Linked DNA regions of Rattus norvegicus: region 1 is linked to region 2. A link is a contact called in public Hi-C data. All regions are on one chromosome and are shown on one strand. The core of a region is the stretch at or near the end of the contact, and the rest is flanking DNA. Distances in the headings are between cores, read along the strand shown.

Evidence for each region. A called contact is a pair of places that touch in the nucleus more often than the background predicts.
Region 1: a contact with region 2 is called in a Hi-C map of Schwann cells, with 5 times the contacts expected there. The contact joins the promoter of Wdr70 here to the promoter of Gdnf in region 2. A contact is called at or near these places in 3 of 12 Hi-C or Micro-C datasets (the Rat2 cell line, Schwann cells and mammary epithelial cells).

What each region holds. Positions count from the first base shown.
Region 1 is chr2:58,917,181-58,919,880 of GRCr8, forward strand. It overlaps Wdr70 (WD repeat domain 70), which reads right to left and starts at 1,279. Exons shown (of 18, transcript NM_001013909.1): 1 at 1,243-1,279; 2 at 1,089-1,154. The coding sequence starts at 1,267.
Region 2 is chr2:58,620,017-58,622,716 of GRCr8, forward strand. Gdnf (glial cell derived neurotrophic factor) reads left to right here and starts at 1,311. Exons shown (of 3, transcript NM_019139.2): 1 at 1,311-2,359. The coding sequence starts at 2,299.

The DNA of each region.
Region 1 (2,700 bases), core at 29-2,528, 300 kb after region 2:
ATACATGAAAATCTGCACTGTCTTAAAGAACAATGTTTACTTATAAGTATGATACTGAATTTTGATATGCACCAGGAAATCTGAAAAACAGATTGAATTTGAAGCTTTGACTTCTTTTTCTTTGTAATTCTCCTAACTTTCTGAAGTGAAAAAGAGGGGCTGGAGAGGTGATTCACAAGTTAAGAACATTGTCGCTCTTGCAGAGGGCATGGGTTTCATTCCCAGGACACACAAGGAGGCTCCCAACCACTGTAACTCCAGTTCCATGGGAACCAGTGACCTCTTCTGGCCTCCATGGGTACTGCAGGCATATGGTGCACAGACATAAAGCAACATTCACTTAGAAAGCTAACTTTATATATACATTTCTTTTAAAAATCCACCAGGTGGTGTGGCTCAGGCCTTTAATTCCGGCACTTGGGAGGTAGACACAAACGTATCTCTATGAGTTCGATGCCAGCCTGGTCTAGAGAGTGAGTTCCAGGACAGCCAGGGCTGTTACGCAAAAGAAAAAAAAAAAAAAGTCTCAACAACAACAACAACAAAAGGAGGAAAAAGAAGAGGAGGAAGAAAAAAGAAATTCTAAAAAAGTAAATACTTCATTCATTACCTAGAGTCCTAGAAGATAGTAAGTAGATGCATAAATGAAAGAATGAACGAATGAATGAGAACTAGATGCATCAGAGGGACATTCGTTCCCAAAAGAAATTACAGGGCAATTTCCATGTGATGTTTGCTAGCACTAATATTAACAGATGATTGTCTTTTGAGATTTTTTTTTCAGTCACCTAATAACCTGCCATGACTAGGGAATACACTAACACTGAAGTGGGAAGAAACTCAATAAGCACCATAATATTATTTAATGCCCACCAATAAATGTCCTTCTCAAACTGGATCACGATAGTAATCCCTTTCGGTCAAGGTTTCCAACTGTCACCTGAACTGGCCTCAACTATTTAAATGGGAACGAAGCAATTCGGATTTGGCACGGCGGAAGGCGCCGCTCAAAAGTGGCAGCTCCCCTAACATCCACTCGTAAGCCCTCTGCAAAGTTAGGCTGGGCTCTGCCCAGAGCTGTCACTCACCGAATCCTGTGAAGCCCATGGTGACCGCCAGCTGAGGGTCGGGTCCCGCCGTGTCAGCGCCTGTCACTGTAGCAAGAAAGAAAAGACAGACCGCCCGTCAGCGCGGCACTCCGGCTGCCCAGCCTTCCACCCCGGCTGGCCGCGCCGAACCCACCTTCGCTGGGCCCCGAGTGCTCCATGGCTGCCCGAACCCCCAACCTCTAGAGATGCAGCCGCGCGCGACTGCCGGCAAGCCTGACAGGAAGTGTCGTCACCGAGACCGCGTCGCCAAGAGCGGCCGGGCTCCGTGGGAAAGCAGGCTTTCAGACCTTCGCCCCCTAGCGGTGCGGAGGGAACGCGCTGACCAGACCGCACCCCAATTCAAGCTATGAAGGGGCAGATTTTAGGAGTTCTCTAAAAACTTTTGGTTGTTTCAGATCCGTTCTCAAGCTAAGTCTTTGCATATTTCTAAGGAGAAGTCAACGGTATCTTATTTGCCTGCTACTTTTATCTATATTCGTAATGTACTTAACGTACATGATGAAACTTACACAGTTGCCCATCTTCCCTGTATAATTAAGAAACCAGTATCTAGGTATGACTAAAGCACCGAGAAAAATGCCAGAAAACTGAAAAGAGTTGTGAGGAATGTTTAAAGCGCTTGCTCTCAGTCACAGACTTCACAGACTAGGCTGGCCTTGTTTACTGAGTAAGGGTTCCTAGTGCTACATAACGACTGTGTTTCCAATTTATTTTGATTTCTGTACAACTCGATTCCTAATCTATACTATAAATTAATGGCACGTCATTTATTATATTTTTAAAGTCTAAAAGAAAGACTTGGTTGAATGATTGATTGATTGATTATTGATTTTTGTCAGAGTCTCTCACTATGTAACCCATAAGTGGCCTGGAACTCATAGACACATCTGCCTCTGTCTCCCAAGTGCTGCTTTTAAAGATGTGTGTTACCAAGCCAGTATTTTCACATGTACTTATTTATCACGGAAGTAGTATAAGCATGTGAAAGTGTGCACGTGGAGATCAGAGAACGCCCTGCGGATCTATTCTTCTACCACGTGGGTTCTGGAGGTGGAGCTCAGGTCACAAGCTTAGAAGAAAATACCTTTTCCTACTGAGCCTTCTTGTCCACTCAAGAATGAAAATTCTTTGATAACGTTAACCCCGAGTCCCAATAGTAGACTCCTGTCTCCGTCTATGGTTCATTTATATGTATATCTTAAATGATAACGATGGTCTAATGCTTCCATTGTCCTTAGAGTAAAAGACAAATTTATTAATAAAATGAAGCTGTAACTCTGTGGTTGCTTAGCATAGGCAAGGCAAAAGAAAAAAGTACAAATTTAACAAAATGTTAGCATGACTTCCAAAACTTTTCTATTCTGATCTCATCATTTTCACTAACCATACAGTGCAGTGAGTGACCTCAGGACACAGAGTCCTGAAATCTCTAACTCTTTACCAAGTCCTTGATCCTACCACCTTCCTCCAATTATCGGATTAAATGTCCCTTGCTTTTGCTTTTGTAAGCATCTGTAGAACTTTGTAGGCTCCCAAGTAAATAAGGCCCACCTAACATGTGATACCCTAGCCTTTTACAATGGCTGAGCAG
Region 2 (2,700 bases), core at 61-2,560:
AGCCCCTCACCTGGTCATCACAGTACTCAAGGTCTAGCACACAGCAAGACCTAAATAAATTCGGGCGTTTTTGTGGGCCTCTCTAGTAAAAAGCCTTAAAATGAGAAAAACAAATTTATGATTTTAAAAAACAACAACCCTGATTCAAGTCAGCTTCGGATTCCAAAATCATGCTGACCTGGAAATGGGTACATTAAGCTTTCCCCTCAGCTGGTTTCTAAGCCCCCGCACATTGCTACCATGCATCAAAGAAGGAAGCGCCCATCACTTTCTGCAGACATCGAGAAGCATCCTGCTTGCTGGCGAGGTGTTGTTTGGAAGAGTTGGTTTGCCCTCAGTGTAATCTCTCATTCACAGTGATGTTAGGAAGAACAATTTCACCGCCCACACCAACTTCGCTGACGAGCCTCCCAAGTGGCTGATCTTTGACTCTGGGTACTTGTAATAATATGTGATCTTCCCCCCACCTTACCCCTTTCTATTGTCTCAGCTTCTTCCAGAACACATACTCCCCAACAACCGGATGAGTCATAAAAGAAGAGGGGTGTAGATGTAAATTGAGCCTGTTTATGCTTTCACAGTCTCCAACTAATAAAATTAAGGAGATCCTACTAAATTCTGATCCGGTGGCTTCCTGTAAACAGGTTTCCCTTAGCAGAGACGTACCTTATTTAGCATCTATCAAAGAAAGAAAGAAATCCACGCCTATGTGGATGGATCGTATTTACAGTTCAGCCATATGCAGGGTGTGCAAGGACTTGTCCTCCTCTTGTCTTCTACAAAGAAGGCTCCTGGCTTCTGGTGTTCAGCTAACCAACAGAAGAAATGTAGAAAAGGTCTGGCCTCTCACATTTTCAGAGCTCTGGAAGGAAAGCTGAGTCCCGCTGGAAACTGCCCCCCAGTCCTGTCCTTGCTTAGGTTCCCCAAATACGTTTTAAAAACTCTGAACAAAGGCAGGTTTTGTCCTACCTCCCCTGACCCCTTCCTGATAAAGTGATCTTACGCCTCTGGAATTGTTGATTTTGAATGTATGTGCCTACCCCACGTCTGGTGTTCTGTTACAACAGCATGGAAATGGAGCCTAAGTCTGAGAAGCCGGCCAGCCTCAGAAGCCTTCTTCATTGCTTGCCATCTAATACATGATATGCAAAGCCTCTGACTTCAGCCAGCAGATATTTGGAGACCGTGTTGGCCCTAGCATGGGGACTAAACTAATGTGTGTTTAGGTCAGAAAGCGAATCAGAAAAGCCACTGGCGGGCACGTCACTCAGTGAGAGCTCTATAAATGCATCCCACTTGCAGCGTCCCCTGGCAAACACTCTGTTCTCCTCTCCTGGCTGTTCCGCGCTTCTTCTTGGTGCTGGGAAAACTTCGGCAGGCTGCTTGTCTTCTCGCCACTGCCTTCTGCCCTGCAGAAAACCGGGAGGGCACGACACTCGAGGAGGAAGGACAGCCTTCGAAGGGGACGAGGAAAGCCCCGAGGTAGCCTCCAGCAGACAGAGCGCCCTCCCTCGGAGCGCAGGACGCCGTCACCAAGTTGCGATTGCCCCCTTGGGCTGCTGTGAGCCGAGCTCCGCGCGCGTTCCTGTGGATCTACCCCGCTAGAAAGCGCGAGCCCCGAGGCGGTTCCTGCACCCCCGGGAGAGGCTCACGGAGTCACCCACTCGCACCCCGTACTGCGCCCCCGCAGCTCCGGTGCCTCTTCCCGGGATCTCCGTCCCTCCCCCACACTCAGGCCGCCGTTGCCGCCGGACCCCTCCCTTCCCCCTCCCGGTTCCGCGCCCCCCACTCCCCAATCCCGGCCCTCTGGCCCGGGCTCTCCACCACCAGCCTGCGCTCCTGGCGCCCTCATGTCTTCAAGGGACTGCCGGCGCGGTTTGACGTGGTGTCTCGTTCGGATCTCCAGGCAAGACTTCGGCATCCGCAGACAGGCCCGCCTCGTACTCGCAGCCACCGCGCCCCGAGGAGGTGCAGAGTGAGGCGACTGCCTCGGAGCCACCCGCAGCGCCCGGGCCCGGTGCTGCTCCAGCCCAGAGCGCCGCGCGCGCAGCCGTGCCACCCCTCAGCCAAGGCAGGGGAAGCTGCTCAGACTTAGTCTTCTTGGGATCCAAGAGGCCGGTGTGCGAGGTGTCGGCAGCCTTCGCCCTCCTCGCGGCGGCGGCGGCGGCGGCTGACACGGTGGCCGCCGCCTCCTGCGTGTCCTCGCTGCCCGGCGCGACCCCTGGATTGCGTGCTCTTGCTCCCGACCTCCTGGGCGGGGCCCCGCGCTCCTGCCCGCGGTCCGGATGGGTCTCCTGGATGGGATTCGGGCCACTTGGAGTTAATGTCCAACTGGGGGTCTACGGAGACCGGATCCGAGGTAAGAGGGGAAACGTGCTGGAGGGGACCGGGCGGGCGGCGGCTGTGTGGTCTGAAGCCAGAAGGGCGCGGCTGGACCCCAAGCGGGCGACTGAGTGTAAAGTAGGAAGGCAAGCGGGAGCTCAGGAGACAAGTTGAACCGGAGGGAGGCTAGCCTTGCGGAGGGTAGGTTGCCTTTTCCATGTGATCAAAAAATATACAGACAGAGCCCCTGGTGCCCTGGAACCCTGAAAAGCCAAAGAGGGTAATTCCCCTGCCTCGCTCGGTAGGGCGCTGCTCTGTACAGCCCTGAACCAACCGTGCGAGACTTGGCTTTCTACTAACCCACCGCCGCCAGCGTCT